Regions from separate parts of the Mus musculus genome. Here all the other regions are linked to region 3. A link is a contact called in public HiChIP or PLAC-seq and promoter capture Hi-C data. All regions are on one chromosome and are shown on one strand. The core of a region is the stretch at or near the end of the contact, and the rest is flanking DNA. Distances in the headings are between cores, read along the strand shown.

Evidence for each region. Promoter capture Hi-C pulls out the DNA fragments that hold promoters and counts their contacts. HiChIP or PLAC-seq counts read pairs in DNA pulled down with a chosen protein or histone mark.
Region 1: a promoter capture Hi-C map of pre-B cells shows a contact between it and region 3. The contact joins the enhancer-like site here to the promoter of Elovl2 in region 3. A contact is called at or near these places in 16 of 39 promoter capture datasets (the 3T3-L1 cell line, 3T3-L1-derived adipocytes, the C10 cell line and 11 more), 1 of 15 datasets of contacts at CTCF or cohesin (large pre-B cells) and 3 of 9 other capture datasets (adipose tissue, embryonic stem cells and liver).
Region 2: a contact with region 3 is called in a promoter capture Hi-C map of pre-B cells. The contact joins the enhancer-like site here to the promoter of Elovl2 in region 3. A contact is called at or near these places in 10 of 39 promoter capture datasets (the 3T3-L1 cell line, the C10 cell line, the HPC-7 cell line and 7 more), 1 of 15 datasets of contacts at CTCF or cohesin (embryonic stem cells), 2 of 484 Hi-C or Micro-C datasets (embryonic stem cells and palatal mesenchyme), 6 of 115 datasets of contacts at active chromatin or transcription factors (acute myeloid leukemia, bone marrow-derived macrophages, embryonic basal ganglia and 3 more) and 1 of 9 other capture datasets (adipose tissue).
Region 4: a contact with region 3 is called in an RNA polymerase II HiChIP or PLAC-seq map of embryonic stem cells, with 9 read pairs. The contact joins the promoter of Gcnt2 here to the promoter of Elovl2 in region 3. A contact is called at or near these places in 3 of 39 promoter capture datasets (embryonic stem cells, maxillary cranial neural crest and stem cell-derived epiblast-like cells), 1 of 115 datasets of contacts at active chromatin or transcription factors (embryonic stem cells) and 1 of 9 other capture datasets (liver).
Region 5: a contact with region 3 is called in a promoter capture Hi-C map of the HPC-7 cell line. The contact joins the enhancer-like site here to the promoter of Elovl2 in region 3. A contact is called at or near these places in 9 of 39 promoter capture datasets (the HPC-7 cell line, cranial neural crest, embryonic stem cells and 5 more), 7 of 484 Hi-C or Micro-C datasets (DN2 thymocytes, group 2 innate lymphoid cells, liver and 1 more), 16 of 115 datasets of contacts at active chromatin or transcription factors (bone marrow-derived macrophages, craniofacial prominence, embryonic basal ganglia and 8 more) and 3 of 9 other capture datasets (adipose tissue, liver and macrophages).

The regions. Positions count from the first base shown.
Region 1 is chr13:41,626,009-41,629,323 of GRCm38.p6, forward strand. It overlaps Tmem170b (transmembrane protein 170B), which reads left to right. Exons shown (of 3, transcript NM_001163572.2): 2 at 1,970-2,140. Among named protein-coding and RNA genes, the nearest start is that of Gm5082, 21 kb to the right of the region's middle. Within about 2 kb of position 1,438, at least 38 of the 459 cell types and tissues checked have an H3K27ac peak or open chromatin away from gene starts, as enhancers often do. A contact at or near this core is called in hippocampal neurons and pre-B cells, where this site is marked.
Region 2 is chr13:41,582,169-41,585,427 of GRCm38.p6, forward strand. All of the region lies in intron 1 of Gm32184 (a long non-coding RNA gene), which reads right to left. Among named protein-coding and RNA genes, the nearest start is that of Tmem170b, 22 kb to the right of the region's middle. Within about 2 kb of position 1,768, at least 99 of the 459 cell types and tissues checked have an H3K27ac peak or open chromatin away from gene starts, as enhancers often do. A contact at or near this core is called in adipose tissue, bone marrow-derived macrophages, hippocampal neurons and 1 more, where this site is marked.
Region 3 is chr13:41,218,908-41,222,191 of GRCm38.p6, forward strand. Elovl2 (elongation of very long chain fatty acids (FEN1/Elo2, SUR4/Elo3, yeast)-like 2) reads right to left here and starts at 1,496. Exons shown (of 8, transcript NM_019423.2): 1 at 1,448-1,496. The coding sequence starts at 1,450.
Region 4 is chr13:40,884,845-40,888,161 of GRCm38.p6, forward strand. It overlaps Gcnt2 (glucosaminyl (N-acetyl) transferase 2, I-branching enzyme), which reads left to right and starts at 1,914. Exons shown (of 3, transcript NM_008105.3): 1 at 1,914-3,317. The coding sequence starts at 2,523.
Region 5 is chr13:40,867,628-40,871,138 of GRCm38.p6, forward strand. It overlaps a transcript of Gcnt2 not described here. Among named protein-coding and RNA genes, the nearest start is that of Mir5124a, 3.6 kb to the left of the region's middle. Within about 2 kb of position 1,559, at least 134 of the 459 cell types and tissues checked have an H3K27ac peak or open chromatin away from gene starts, as enhancers often do. A contact at or near this core is called in the HPC-7 cell line, adipose tissue and embryonic stem cells, where this site is marked.

The DNA.
Region 1 (3,315 bases), core at 188-2,687, 410 kb after region 3:
AAGCCGCACATCCTTTTCTTTCTGCCCTACCTGTTGCTTTTCTTTATGTAGGCCTGCATCAGAGTAATCAGAAATAGCCACATCATAGACCTGGTGCTATGCTGTCTTGAAATTTCCTCTGCTTAAGAGTTAGTCCACCACTCTTTATTCTTGCCTCATAGAAGTTCCTAGGACATAAGCAGAATACATACTAGTTAGCTTGCTTGCTTCCTTTCTTCCTTCCTTAATCCTTCCATTCCTTCCTCCCCTCCTCTCTCTCTCCCTTCATTCCCCCCTTCTTTCCTAATTACCAAGACATTTTTCTCCTTTTCATTATATACATGTATATACATATAAACAGAACCTGCTGAGTCTAGTTTTGCTTGTGTGTTATGTTTTTTGAGCTGACCACTTGGTGTTGTACACCAATTATGAGGTTAATTTCTGAAGAATGGTTTTTCCCTCTCTCAACAGTCATCAGTTGCCTGCCTATAGCTCTCCATCTGGTGTGGGGGCCTTGTAAGATTTCCCCATTCACTTTGGCATGCTAACTGATAGCTGGCTTTCTTGCTGTTTACTTACTTTTCTTTAATGTGTGTGAGTATTTTGCCTACATATATGTATGTGCACCAGGTGCCCATGGATGCCAGAAAGGGGCATGGATCCCCTGAACTTGTATTACAGACAGTCTTGAGCTACCATGCTGGGTGCTAGGAAGAGAACTTGAGATAGCTGGGCCATCTCTCTAGTCCCCAGTTAGATTTCTTATGTAGTCTAGGAATGACTGTGCCCACTCAAAGCAATTATCAATCCAGATAGTCTCTCACAGACAAGGCCACAGAGCACTGTGATCTGAGCAGCACGTCAAGTGAGGGTCCTAAACCTAACCAGCTCAGATACCCACCAAGGAATGGCATTGGCTCATATGGTAGTTCTGTTCTTAGGGTTTTTGAGGAACTACCATACTGTTTTTCATGGTAATTGCATGGTTACAAATTTCCACTATAACGTTTGGGAAAATAGCCCTTACTTTTAAAAAGTGTCCTCTCATAATGACTTGACAGAAAGTCCGAGTAGCACAAACGGCAGAAGAGACCCTTCCTCATAGAGTGTTTGCATACCAAAGAGGACCCTCTCAGGGGAGGCTAAACATGCTGGTTGGCTTTTCAGTTAGAAGCAAACTTTCCTGAACTGGTTCACATGAAGCAGGTGCTAAGTAGGGAGAAACTGGGATGTTGTCTTCTGTATGAGGATAGTAATATGATAGACCTCGGAAGTTGCTGAAACACAGTCTTGGTGGCCTCTTGTCATTGGTGGATTTCTTTCTTTCTTTCTGTTCTGTGGCCTGCACTGTGTGGTGAAGGAAACAGGTTTAATTTCAGTTACCCAGAGATGGAGAACAGTGAGTGCATTCCAATCAAAATCTCCCAGAGAAAGGGACTGTTCAGCCCCACACAGAGCAGCTGCTGCCTCTTGGATGTGGCCAGGGAGATGGAGTTATACCAGTACCGAGCATCAGTCTCTAGGGGAAGTGTGTGGATAGTGAGAAGCAACAGAGGCCTGGAAGAAAGGAAATGAAGGCTGGAGAGGCATAAGGGGGTGTGCTCCGTCCCTGTGGTGTGTTAAGTCAGCAGTGAACAGTCCATTGGGAACATGTTGAAGACAGCATAAAGCACAGTGAAAGTCCTGGGTAAATTATTACAGTTACAGGAGGCAAGCTGATGGATTGCTTTCTAAATGGGATGTGGAGAGGAAGCGACAACATGGCCTTCACCTTTTGAGATCATGGAGCTATTCTTCCATTAAGCCTTAATTAGCTTTAATAATAGTCCCTGACTCCCTTTCTCCTGTGGATCAGATAGCAGGTGAGGCCTTTTATGCACTCTCTCTTGTTCAGGGTTCTCCCCAGCCATGGGTACTCACTGCTTGCTGGCTGAGTCTTCCGAACTACACTTCTGCAGCAGGACTAACACTGTTCTTTCCCTTTCAGAGATGTGGTACTGGATCTTCCTCTGGGCTCTCTTCTCCTCTCTGTTTGTCCACGGTGCTGCAGGCGTGCTGATGTTTGTGATGCTGCAGAGGCACAGGCAGGGGAGAGTGATCTCCATCATTGCTGTCAGCATCGGGTTTCTGGCTTCTGTAACTGGAGCAATGATTACTAGTAAGTTGACTTATTTTGTTTAAAGATATAATTTTATATGCAAATACTGCTTTGGTAAGTGCTGTTGTTATTGTAAAAGAAACACTATTTTTCATGTAGACTGGTCCTCAGCACTTACAGCCTAGAAGGCAAAGGTGAGTTGATTTACTCACCGGACAGATAACGCATGTAACTATGTGCGTTTGCTCTGCGTGGATTTGTGAGAAATGGCATTGGCAAGGGGCATGGCTGATTCAGTCTGAAAGTGCTTTATAGCAAAAGAAGTCTCTGCTTTAAATATGCCTCCTGTCTATTAAGGAAAGAAGATAGACACTGAAGATCGAGCCTTTGAGTCTGTGGGCTCATCTGCCTGTGACAACAACCACTTATGATTTCTCTGCTTCAGGAAATGTACAGTTTTCTGCTGAGCTGTCTTGTGGATTTCCTTAGCCTGTCACCTGTTTTGTTCTCCTGACAGTGAACTTGTCCCTGCTCCTCGCTGTACTTCAGAGTTAGTTCTGGTTTCTGGGCTGCTGCTGGAGCAGAACCCCGTTGCATCCGGAAGCCCCTCAGCTGCTTTCTTACCGGGTTGTGCTTATGGCTGCTGACTTAGGTCCCTGCTGCTTTTGAGCCATAGACACACAGGGCAGGCATTCCCCTTGGCTGTCTTCTACACTGTGGGCCCTAACCACTGCACTGCACTGTTTGGGGCTCTCCACAGGGACTTCTTTCTTTCACTTGATTCTGGCCACAGAATATGAGGAAAGCCTTACTTATATAGTACCGGCCAGGCGCAGGTCTAGCTCCTGGGGTTCTCAGAGAGTCATGAAGAAGAGACTGGAGTAAGTGCTAATCTTGAAAGATTAGTCAAGAAGTCTGGAGATTTTTCTGCAGGCCACAGAAAACAAGTAGATATTTTTATTTTTCCCTTTTTAAAAGATTGCCTGCCTATCTGTATGTCTGTGAATTTTGTGCATGCAGTGCATACAGAGGCTAGAAGAGGATTGCGAGCCACTGTACTGGAGTTACAGCTGGTTGTTAGTTGTCACATAGGTACTGGGAACGGAACCATGTCTTCTGAAAGAGCAATATATGCTATACATGAACCTCTGTGGGTGGGCTTTGAGGTATACATGAACCTCTGTGGGTGGGCTTTGAGGTATACATGAACCTCTGTGGGTGGGCATTGAGGACAT
Region 2 (3,259 bases), core at 518-3,017, 360 kb after region 3:
ATCTCCATTTGTACCTTTGACATCCAGTTAATAGACAATAATTACAATTATTTCTCTATAGAATATATTAACTAAAATACAATTCATTAGAGAAAGGGACTCTATCTTTTCAACTTTGAGGTTCCCTTTTGAACCAATATCTAGAACAGTGGTTCTCAAGTTTTCTAATGCTTTGACCATTTAATACAGTTCCTCGTGTTGGGGTGACCCCAACATGAAGTTGTTTTGTTGTTACTTCATAATTTCAATTTTGCTATTATTACAAATCATAATCTAAATATCTGATACACAGAATATCTGATATGTGTTCCCCCCCCCACCCCAAAGTGATTTTGACTCACAGGTTGAGAACCGCTGACCTAGAATGTACTGAAGTATCAGTAAATGTATGTCATAAAAATTCCATCAGAACAAATAGCTTGTAGCTTTTAAATAAGGGAGTGTGTCAGGTTTAAAGATCTGCTCATTACGTCTGCCAACTAAGGGAGTTATGACATGAATTGTCAAGACATGAAAAGAAACAGAAGGCAGAAATTGGAATGCTAATAAATCATTATGTTCCTGTGACTGTTTACAGAGACGTGGGCTTCTTTTATCACTGCGGAACTGGGTGGAGGACAGAGAGAGTTACTAAATCATTTTCACTTTATATATTAAGGCCTTCAGTTCTAAAGCTATTTAAAAGGAAATATAGGCTGCCTGTCCAGATGTTATTAGGCAGAAACGTTTCTGAAGTTCACGGTTGATATCCTGACAGCTGCGATTTACTATTTTCAGTTGTCTAAATGTGCAGGTAGTCAAGCTTGTTGCCAGATCCATTTCTTTGGAGCCATTGACTCTCTTGGAAAAGGGAGGGGCTGCATGTACTGACATTTGATTCTGCAGTCGCTTTGAAGTCATGTCTAGAGCTGTTTGGCTTGTCTTTAAATAAAAACAGTAGCAGCAGAAACCATATATATCCTTGGACCTATAATTCACCAAGTGCGAGCTGGCAATTACTGGTAACATACAGTACATCGTTAGACTCTGAGTCAGAGAAGGCTGAAATTCACCTACTTTTATGCAACCAGTGCTTATGACATGGAATATGCTCAGAAGTGAGTGATTAATAAATAAATTAATAAATATTTTGGGGGTAGAGAAAATTATTTTATGTAGTATAAATACCAGGTGCCTACTACATTTAGTTAGTGAGAAAAATTAATAAAGTACTAACTTCTTGGTAAATAAAATGTTACTTCGAGTTAGTTTCCAGTAATTAAGAAGTCGCTTTTATCAGGTCAGCCCATTGCCAGATGGTGACTATAATCTCAACACAAAATAGAAGTTACAAGAATCTGAAGACACCAACAGGTTTGAAAGAAGCTGGAAATACATTTATACTTGAAAGAAGGAAATGGTGCAGGATGATTCCTTTTTTGACACAAATATTTGTCTGCGGGTGGGCCTTAGTCACAGTGGGTAAAATTCTAAAAGAAATCCAGTCTTACTGACTTGGCTATGGAACAGGATTTGGGAAACCATGGTAACTGGAGAAGGAGAAGAGAAAGTCTGGGCAGGAAGAAGCCCTGGCCACCACATGGGCAGGGTGTCCTGTAGATTAGCCTGGCCCAGACTGGGTTCATTCTGTTACTATCTGTGCATAGAGAGGACGTCGGACAGGCCAGCTAAGTCTGCAAGAACTAAACAGAGTTTCAAGCTGTCCCATTTCAGGAAAAACATAGCCGGTGATCAAATGAAAGTGAAACTAATTGCTTGCCTTACGTCAAAAACAGGGCTGGGGATTTAGCCCAGTTAGTAGAGTGATGGCCTAGTGTGTGTGAAGGCCTGGGTTCATGCCATACCACATAAATGTCGATGGTATACCATACAGGCCTGTAGTCCCAGCAATCAATAGGTAGAGGCAGAAAAACTGGAAGTTCAGGATCCCTCCTTAGCTATATAGTGAGTTTGAGCTCACCTGTGATACACAAAACCCTGCTTCAAAGAGTAAAAACAAAAAATCAACACACACAGATTGACTGAACAGAAACCAGTCCTAAAAATCAGTCACACTATGCGCCAACTGATCCAAATGATAATTCACACTACAGTCCAAAGGACTCCGCATTTCTAGACTTAGAGAGACACAGGAAAATGTCACTAAACACAATTTGTCTTAAAAGGCAAGTGTGATAGGATGAAGACACAGACACAGGAATTAACATTTAAGGATATAAAGTGCTATTATAACCAGTGTGCGGACTCAAAGGAACACTTACAATGAATGAACAAATAGAAACATCTTAACAGTGGAATCAAAACCACAAAAGAAAATTGTCAGCATTTGTGGGGACGTTGTCAGGAAGCCCAGCATCACCCGCAGCAGATCAAGGAGTTACCCTAACATGTTTTGGGACCTCTACTTGTGCTAAACCAAGATTCATCACTTCAATGAAGAAAACAACTTCAGAGGACAGGCCAGTTTATGGTGCTGAGTTGGAATTTAGTAAAGATATCTTAATATACATGTGATATACATTTAAGCACTGATCTTTAGAGAGAGAGAGAGAGAGAGAGAGAGCAGAAGGGTGGTCTGGTGCCACAGGCTTTTAATCCCAGCACTCAGGAGGCAGAGGCAGGCAGATCTCTGAGAGTTTGAGGTACCCTGGTGTGCACAGTGATCCAGCCAAAGCTACCTACAGAACCCCTGTCTCAAACTCCCTTCCCCAAATAAAAAACTGAAAGGACAACATAAACTCCATTTGTTTCCCTTTAAGGACCAGGCCTGAATTTGAAAAGAAGACCATAAGGCGCCAGCTCCAGGAACAGATCATAAGTCCCAGGAACTAGGCCATAAGGGAACAGACCATAAAATCCAGGAACAAGGTCATAAAACCCCCTCCCAAGGAAGAGCTTGCTGCTAACCACACGAATGGGAGAATATCTTATCTCAGAATCTGTGCTGGGCAGCCCTATCTCACCCCATGGTTAAATATTCACGACATAGGAATGCAGACCACTGACTATCTGTGACCCCCTAGCACCCACTAATGAAAGTTTAGATTACCTAATCCTTCTAGAAAATTTCCCTAATTCCCTTTAAGAAGGCCTGCTTGCCTTTGTCTGGGCTCGCCATTTCCAAGAACAGTTGACCCCTGCATGCTGGTTTCTGCAGAATAAATGTTCTCTGTTTTTGCATACTATCTGAGTCTGGGGACTTCCTTCAGCGACTTTCAGACCCTTCCAAAAGAAGAAACAGAGAGGCACTCAGAAAGAA
Region 3 (3,284 bases), core at 246-2,745:
TCATCTCCGATGATAATAAACACACTTCCCTCACCAGTCACAACCCACTGACACACAATGACATCGTGCAAGTGGGGAAAAAGGAGACTTGAGTAGTATTTTTTGCAATACAGCTTGTTAGTAGAGACATCTTGGCATGGGTGTAGAAGAATGTATCACCTGACCAACTTACTTAGAACCCAGCCCCCCCTACACCCCCACCCTTTCTGCCTCTCTGCCCCATTTCTCAAAAGTGATATCACTTGATTTGGTCACAGACTTGAAAATGCTTACTGAGCTTGCAGTGAGCTAGGATAAAGATTGTAAGGCTTGCCCTTGCCAGCTACAGGTTAATGTCCACTGACTTTCACTGAGTTGAAGTATTCTTGGAAGTTTTCCCTAACTAAAATCTCTGTCTACTATGGAAGAGAGAGAGAGAGAGAGAGAGAGAGAGAGAGAGAGAACCAGTTAGCACTAAAAATGCTCTGTCTACTCAGATGTCAGGATACTCAAGTGGCCGAGGAAGCATGAAGCAGCCACCAACATTCTGCTCAGTGTGTCCCTCCTGTCCAAGAGAAGAGTGTGTTTCTCCTCCCACACAGCACTTTAGATTCTGATCGCTCCTATTAAGTCGACAGTTCTTGTAGTGGTTCACTTCAAGGAGACTGCTACCTCCCACTTAGCATAGCATAAAGTACTTTCCTCTACTTTTTTTAAAAAAATAAATGATGTGTGCCAGGCACTGTAGACAAAGACTATTCACCAAAACTTGCATTTTGGTGAGGGAGACATTCAATACACACACACACACACACACACACACACACAAACCCAGATTATAGCATGCTTAAATAGAGAAAACAAAATGGGGGGGGGGCAGGCAATAGAAAAGGGGTGGGCTGGAATTTTAGTGCTAAGACAATATTCAACCAAGAAGAGATGGTGAGCCGAAAACAGTGTGGGAAGAGGGGGGACAATCTAGGGCTGCCCCGTGTCAGGTGGGACAAGGAAAGGGGCATGCCCTTCACATATTTAGCAAGCCCTTGCGAAAAGACAAAGACCAATGAAGACAAACGCGGATCTGAAGACAAACGCAGGATCTGCCGCTCTCTTTAACGGGGAGCTGCTCTTTTGAGACAGGGTGTCTCACCGTGGCCCAGGCTGGCCTCGAACTCACGGCAATCCTCCTGCCTCAGCTCCCTCAGGGCTGGGATCGCTGCCTGCCCAGGAACCGGCTGGCTCCCTGCGAGCTCAGCAGCACACAGTCTTCGCCTTTGTGCCCAGGCGCCGGGTTTCGCGGGGTCCCTCGGCGAGCGGCTCGTGGGGGGGAGAGCGTTGGGCCCCGGCTGCAGCGCCGACACGCCCCCGCGCCCGGTTACCCGCCGGCGCCCCGACCCTACGCCCGCACGCCCCGGCCCCAACGTCCGCCGCCATCCGGGACGAGGCGCGCGGCCCCCCACTCACTCACCATGGCCGCGCGGCCGCGATGCGCTGTCCAGGGTAGCCGCCTTCCTTCTGCGCCGCGCCACGCGCCGCCCGCGCTAGTCACTCGCCCCCGCCCCCTCGGGCGCGCGCCGCCCGCCTCCCCGCCCCCTCGGGCGCGCGCCGCGCCCTGCCCGCTCCGGGCCGTTTCCTCCGCCCCGCGCCGCTGGCCCTCGGAGGGGACCACGGAGTGGGAGGAGCCCCGGCGCCGGCCGCGAGGCCGTGGGCCCCCCAGAGGCCTGCGCGTCCCCGCTCCGCGCGCCCCCCCGCCGGCGCTGGCGCGGCGACCCCTGCCGGCCGGGCTGGGATTTGCAAGCACAGCTGGCGCCTTTTGCAGGAGTCTGGGCGCGCACGTCTATCACAGCATCAGGCTCCTGGAGAAGCCACCAGCAGCTCCTCCGCTACTCCTGGGGAGTGGCTGGGCGAGCGCGCCGGATGATTTAAATTGGGCACACGGGTTTGAGGGGATGACCAAGGGCTGGTCTGGTCTTGGGTTGGTGCACCTGTATAATCCCAGCACTTGAGAGCAGAGCCAGGAGGAATAGGAAAGAGTTCAAGATCAGCCTTGGCTTCTTAGGGAGTTCTGCACCAACCTGAGCTTCGTGAGACCCTGCTTCAAATAAGCAAACAAATAAGCAAACGATAACCATTCATTCTGGGTGCCACGGGGAGCAGATGAGCACCAATAGTCTGTCTAAACTGACTTTTTCAGAGTTTGCTTCCAGAGGGGCTGTCAGGGGCTCAGATGGCTTATTCAAATGCTTCGTTAATGGTGTACAGAACTAGATTCCAGGCCTTTGAGTGTCAAATGACTACTTTTCACATTGCCTTCAGAATGAGCGCGCATTTTTCTTAGATAGCTGATGCGGTAAACTTGAAATGCATACATAGGTGTTAGGTACCTCTGTGGACAAAGATAAGAATGATCTTTAAAAAAAAAAACTTGGAAATACAGATCTTCTCTCTTTCTTTGCATAGCTTCTAGTTCACACCCGGACAGTGTATCTGAATGAACTTAGAGAGGACTGGGAGCCAATAGGAGACAGTGCTAAACCACAAACCCCTGCAATCCAGAACCAGGACTCACTTTATCTCCATGGCAACCAGTACCCACCATCATCAAAACTGGGAAGAAAAGGCACTAGCTGATGTCCTTCCCCCCCCCCCCCCCGTAATTTTCATCTGAAGCATCTGTTCCTTGGACACCTTCTGTGATGGTTTGTCTTTCCTGTCAACAAGTTTTAGAATCACCTTAAGAGACCCACCCCTGGACATGTCTGTGAAGATGTTTCCAGAGAGTTTCAGATGAGGTGGAAAAGACAAACTCCAAATGTTGACAGAGCCATCTTACTGTGGACACAGCGAGATCAACTGCTTTCACAATCAATCCTGCTACCATGATGGGCCATACCTTGGAGACACGAGCCAGAATAAACCTCTGGTCTTAGTTGGGATTTCTATCGCTTCGATAAAATGCCCTGACCTTTATCAACATGGGGAAGAAAGGGTTTATTTCCCTTACACTTCCATGTCAAAGTCTGTCTGGCTCCTCTCAGGCTCCTGTAGCCTGCTTCCATAGCACACTCGGGACCACCAGCCCAGGGACCTACCCAAAGTGAGCTGGGTGTTCTTACAAGAATCATCAACCAAGAAAATGCTCCACAGGCTAGCCCACAGTATAATCTGGTGAGGATATTCTCTCATTTGGGGGGGGGGTGTTATTTCCAAATGTCTCCAAGTGAAGTTGATATAAAACTAGCCAGCATAGAGGTAAACAAAACAAGATTCATCTTAATGTATTTAATTAACATTTTTGTTGTCCA
Region 4 (3,317 bases), core at 664-3,163, 330 kb before region 3:
CTCTCTCTCTTTCTCTCTCTCCATGTGTGTGTGTTGAACCCAGGGCCTCGGGTACTAAACAAGTACTTTACCACTAAACAAGTACTTTACCACTGAGCTATATATTCAGTCCTCCGAAAGAAGTCTTGAACAGCGTTCACCACATAAAGGGTTCTGTGTGCAGCAGAGAGAATGTCTTTAAGATGGCCCCAGGGAAAGATAGACTTGTCTAGCCTGATTAATTGGCTAGGTCAGGAGTAATTGCTTCCAAAGTGAGGACCTGGGGCATGGTTGCTAAGGCTGCAAGTATCAACTTTGTCCTTGACTGAAGGAAAAGGCAAGTAGGGAAGGCTGCGACGTCCTGTTTCAGGAGCAAAGAGCTCACAGTCTCCATTCTGGATAAGCAGGCTGGACTGCAGCCTGACCAGAAGTACCAGGTAACAGGCATCTTCAAATATGATAGCTGGTTTTGCAAAACATTCTCCTAGAGGGATTTGTAATCTTGGAACTGGGAGTTGGGGAAATTGGTCCAAGGGCAGGCAAAAGAGAAACAATAGCTACATTTTTGAACCTGTGAACAGCATCATTGGCAGTTCTGGATTGAATTCAGAAGCATTCTGAAAATTCTTATTTTGGGCAGTATCTGTATATCGTAATAAAGTAATGTCATTAGTGTTTCTCCACCTCCCCTCCCGAGTCTGCACAAATCTGAACCTCCGTGCTATTGGCCAGTTGGAAAGGGTAATGTAAACAGATTCAGTTACCATAATTAAGTTATGTATCTGTGTACCGAATGCTTTGTCAGGCTGCAACTATTTCAGTATTCATTCTAAGCCGAGGGCATTGCCAAAATGAAATTACTGATGACAAAATTACCCTCTGTTGTTAAGACACAGCAGATGTAATAACCTAATATTTAACAGTGTTATTTTTGAAAAAAAAAAAGATGAAGACAGAGATAGAACTGTCCTTTGCCCTACACCAAAGAAGATAACTTGAAGGAGAGTGAACCACTTTACAAAATGGCTGCATTTTCTTTCACAACTGACCTAAAGGCCCAGGGGAGGGTTTCTCAGAATATTTGTTTGATGCAGGTGCAGGAAGAGGATTAGTAAGAGGAAAGAAAAATAATATATAAACAGGAAAAACAAAACATGTAAATAAAATCTGGACGAATGAAACTGTAGCTCAGGACATGGCATGCCATTGGGCTGGAGTCTGGGCGCTTGGAATCTCAAGTTCCTACTTGGAAGGACTCTGCATGCTGTGCTAGTCTAGACTGCAGAAGGAAGACTGGGCACCGAAGGGCACTCTTTCTTCACAGGCTGGAATGCAAACTCATTTCCCATTGCAAGTCAACCCACAAGGTACAGACTCTCACTTGAGAAATGCAGACAACTAGCAAAGGAAAATGGAAAGGCAGCCCCCAGTCCAAAGGACACTGCTTAAAACTGCATCTAAATGTAGGTGGTGGAAAGCTGGGTTGTGAGTGTGTAGATCCTGAAAACCCAGCTCTTGGGAGGTAGGGGCTGGAGGATAGTTCCAGGTCAGAATGGATTGCCTGAGACCCTGTTTTGTTTTGTTTTGTTTCGACTATAAAGTCAAGAGTATAGGAGAGCTCCCGAGTGGTCTCTGGGTGCTTAAACCCTTAAGGTTCTTGGTTGAGATGTAGATCTGAACGTCCTTCGCGGCCAGGATTCAACTCTTTTCTGTGAAGTCTTCAGGTCTCATCCAAATTAGACCGTACAGTTCACTACCTGTACATTCTGTAACACCAGGGCAGAGGCCAGAGTACGAGGAGAGGGGGGTTTAAGTCAAAGTCACTCCCCCCCCATCCCCCCCACCTCTGCCCGGTCAGATCCCTTAGGACCGGAACTCCTCCTCCTGGGAGCTCATGTTTTGGAAACTGGTGGGGTGGGGCCAGAAAACATTACAATGGAGCTGGGATGGAGGAGGTGTGCTTTTATTTCAGATTGTGTCATTCGAGTAGAGTCTCCCGAAACAGCCACTAACAGAACCGAGGCTCTTTTAGATCCCCTGGGTTGTTAGCCTGGCACACTGGGGAGAGTAGGTAACACAGCAGAAGAGAGAGGCAGTGGAGGAAGGCAGGAAACCCTTCACACGCCTAGCCCGGCTCATCCCATCCACTTTGGGGTTTGCCGTGCCGATTGTAACAAGAGGAAAGAGCTAGCAGAAACCCCCGAAGGAAAGGAACGAAAGGGGAGGTGAGAAACTCAATTGAAAAAGAGGTAGCAGGGAGAGTAAAAGTCAGCAGATGCAAACTGGGAGGCCAGAGGAGGAGGAAAAGGCTGGGCTTCGGCAACCTGCTGCTAGGATTTAGACAAAGGAGGTTTGAGAGAGGCGGGATCAGATTCTAATATCTGCTCCAGGAGAGAGCTCGCTGCTGGGCTCCGGGAGACAAAACAGCCGCAATTCACACTGACTGGAGCATGTACCACAGCGAGAGCTCCCAGGAAAAAGTAAGTCCGAGAAGGGATTGGCCAAGCTTGACGGACTCTGACATCGGAGACCCTCTTTGAGGCATGCCTCCGTCCGTGCGTTACTTCTTCATAGTGTCTGTGACTACTGTCATCGTTTTTATTGTGCTCTACGTGTTAAGTTTTGGAGGAGATCAAAGCTACCAGAAGCTGAACATCTCAGACTCGGTGATGCTGGCTCAAGTGTGCTCATCTTTCATCGACGGGAAAAGCCGGTTCCTGTGGAGAAACAAACTAATGATTCACGAGAAGCCTTCTTGCACAGAATATGTGACCCAAAGCCACTATATCACTGCCCCTTTATCTCAGGAAGAGGTCGATTTTCCTTTGGCGTATGTCATGGTCATCCATCACAATTTTGACACCTTTGCAAGGCTCTTCAGGGCAATCTTCATGCCTCAAAATATCTACTGTGTTCACGTGGATGAAAAGGCAACAGCTGAATTCAAAGGTGCCGTGGAACAGTTAGTGAGCTGCTTCCCCAATGCCTTTCTGGCTTCTAAGATGGAGCCGGTGGTCTATGGTGGAATCTCCCGGCTCCAGGCTGACCTGAACTGCATCAAAGACCTGTCCACCTCCGAGGTCCCCTGGAAGTACGCCATCAACACCTGTGGACAAGACTTCCCCCTGAAAACCAACAAGGAGATAGTTCAGTACCTGAAAGGGCTTAAGGGGAAGAACCTCACTCCCGGGGTGCTGCCTCCAGCCCACGCCATTGGAAGGACCAGGTACGTCCACCGGGAACACCTAAGCAAAGAGCTTTCCTACGTGATCAGAACCACGGCTCTGAAGCCCCCACCTCCCCACAACCTCACCATTTATTTTGGCTCTGCCTATGTC
Region 5 (3,511 bases), core at 309-2,808, 350 kb before region 3:
AGGAGGAGGAGGAGGAGGAGGAGGGAGAAGAAAAGGGAGGAAAGGAGGAAGGAAGAAGAAGAAGAAGAAGAAGAAGAAGAAGAAGAAGAAGAAGAAGAAAGAGAAAGAAAGAAAGAAAGAAAGAAAAAAGAAAGAAAGAAAGAAAGAAAGAAAGAAAGAAAGAAAGAAAGAAAGAAAGAAAGAAAGTAGGTAGGCTGGAAGACCGAACAACATGGCTTAGTGGGGAAAGGCACACACCACCAAACCTGTTGACCTGAGTTCAATTCCCAGGATCCACCTATATAGACATACTAAATGGATTAATTTTTTTACAAAAAATTAACTTAAAAAAATACATGGAAGAAAAGGAAGAAACTGAGAGTTAGGGACCAGAGCCACTGCTGCCAATTGAAATGCATTTTAGACTTTATGAGGACTATGGAGTGGGTTCCATAGACAACCTACACATCTGCTTACTCTGTCCAGTTAGATGGTACTTATTGGTGGCATATCATCACTACCACCACCACCACCATCATCACCACCACCACTGTTGTACTGCTGAAAGTGACACACAGTTCTCACACATGCCAGGCAACTGCTCTACCACTGAGCTACACAATAACAATGGCTTAAAGCCTGCCTCTACCATTAAGAGTCTGTTGATCTTCAAGCAAGATACTTAGTTTCTCTGAGCTTAATCCCTTTCTCAGATTCTGAGGATGAAATATCTCTTTGTAAGGCTGATAGAAGAAGGGTTAAACAGTATCCAAACTGACCCTGGCCGGTTGTAGGAACTCATTTGATGCTAAGAGAGAAAGGGGGGCAGACATGGATTTTTTTTCTCTTTTCTCTTTCTTCTTCATTGTTGTTTAGTTTTTATTGTTGTTTTGTTTTGTTTTGTTTTGTTTTGTTTTGTTTTGTTTTGTTGAGGCAGGGTTTCTCTGTGTGGCTCTGGCTGTTCAAGAACTTGTTCGGTAAACCTGTCTGGCCTCTAACTCAAGAGATCTGCCTACCCCTGCCTCCAGAATACCGGGATTAAAGGCGTGGGCCACCACGGCCTGGCAAGCATGGATTTCTTACTGTTGGCTCTTGAGAGTTTCATATTGCTATTCGAAAACTTCTTGGTAAGATTAAGGAAAAAACAATGCGCACACATGTTTGGTATGGAGGCGTTAGGTTAAGTTCGTGATTAGGAAGGGGAATGTGGTCACTGGGGTGACACAGGCGTCTGGTCTTGGTTTTTTGTTTTTGTTTTGTTTTTTTCTCTCCAGGAGTAGCAAGCACTTTGGGAGCTGGGCAAAGCCTCTCTCTGCTTCCCAGAGACAAACTCTTACCCGTTTGCCACACCCTTGTTCATTCGGTTCTCCCTTTAAGGAATGCTCTTTATCTTTGCTGTTCATTCCAACCAGCTGCCCTTGAAAGTCAGCCAGAGTCACCTCTCCATTCCTTTCTCTGTTCCCAGAACCAGCCCCCGCCCCGCCCCGCCCTGCCTCGCCCCCTCGCCTCCTTGTGCCGCCTCCCCCCTCCTCTTGACACCTCCATTCCATTGTGTAAATCTATCTCAGTTCCTCCTACAATAGGTTCCTGTGTGGCCTGCCCACACCGGATGTGAGGGCCGTAAACTGAATGGCTGCGACCACACTTCTACACTTTGTTCTAACCTCCTCAGCCCGACCGGTACCAAAAGCTTGTGGAATGAGGAACATGATTAGGGTGGAGGAGATCCATCACTCCTCTGGGCAGGCTTGCTTTGCAGCCCAAACAATTCAACTAATCTCAGGTGGAAACCAGGCAACAGCAGAGAAACAGCCTCCTGGCCTTTCCTTCTTAGTACTCCCTAGAGTCTAGGGCCCACACGGTACGGTACAATCATATAAACACCTTACACTGCTTTTACACTGTATTAGGTATTTAAAATCGTCTGGAACTGGTTTAAAGTCTGCAAAGGATGTTTAGGCTCTGGGTGGGTTACTATGCCAAGGTATAGAAGGGATCTGAGAATCTGCTGACTCTGGTAACTACAAGAGGGATGCAGAGCTCCACGGGCACCCAGAGACAATTGAACTGTTACTTTCATCTTAGAAATATTGTCTACAGACGTATTTTTTTCCCTTTTTTTTGTTTTGTTTTGTTTTGTTTTTTCTTTTCTTTTTTTTTTTTTTTTCAAGACAGGGTTTCTCTGTATAGTCCTGGCTGTCCTGGAACTCACTTTGTAGACCAGGCTGGCCTCGAACTCAGAAATCCACCTGCCTCTGCCTCCCAAGTGTGCGCCACCACTGCCCAGCTTTTTCCCTTTTCTTGCAGAAAGTTTATCTAATGGATTTTTCAGTTCTGGCCCAAGTGGGTTTTTTGTTTGTTTGTTTGTTTTTTGTTTTGTTTTGTTTTGTTTTGTTTTTTAAATAGGAATGAGTCCTATCTTCCCATGCCCTCGCCCCCCACGGGCTTCTTCTAAGGGTGTGCCCTTTGCTACCTGTGTGATACCATTCAGAAAACACTCCTGGGAGTGTGGGTGACCCATGGGACTTCTCAGTCATCATCAGACCGCTCAGGGCAAACGACCCTCTTCATGGATCTGAAGAGTGAAGTTATGTGCTTTTCGTTCCTGTCTAGGAAAGTGGGGAGGATGGGGAAAAAAAAAAAAAAAGCATTGCTGGAATTTGCCTGAGTGATTTTGGCCCTGTGAGGGAGGCTTCGATTTAAAATATCCAGAAAATGTAGTCCAAGTGGGTAGTTTGGCTCCAACTTGAAATCCTGAGTAACTGCTGTTCCCAGAGAAACCACTCTGCCAGCTCTACACTTAGTCCTTCTTTGCTTTGGAAAAAAAGGGCAATTATTATTATTATAATTATTACTATTATTATTAGAATTATTAACTATTCTGTACTGAGAACTGAGCCCAAATGAGCTTGTCCCCTCCACCCCTCCCCATCTCCCCACCCCCACCCCCCACCCAACTCCTCACTCTTTACTGCTCCTCCCTGCAGGGCAGTGGTTTAGGGCTCCCTTAGATACAAGGATTTTCTGCCTCTGTGACTTCTGTGTTGCCAGAGAATCACCATGAACTCGAGGCTAGCCTGGTCTGCCTAGTGAGTTTCAAGCCAGCCAGGGCTACTTAGGGTGGCCCTTCCTGAAAACAGAATAAAGCCCCCTCCAAAGGAAACCTAGTCAGGTATAATGGTTCCCACTTGTAATCCGACCCTCTGACAGACACTTCCCATCCCAGTCCCCGTGTTGGATCTCATCTTCTGAGAGTTGTGTGTGAATGGAAGCATACAGCTGGGGCGCCTTTGAGTGGGAGCCCTGTCACCCAGGCGTGGTTTTATGTTCATCCATGTTGGAGCTTGAATCTGTTCCTTCTTCCTCCTCTGCTTCACAGCAGGGGAGCAGCAGGGGAGCTGCAGGGGAGCTGGCTGCAGGGCTGCAGGGATTTGTGTGTCCCTTGGTTTGCTGACAAACACTCGGGATGTCCCTGTTTTTATCTCCAAAGACCCATACTGCTATGGACATTGCTGAACAACTTTTGGGGATG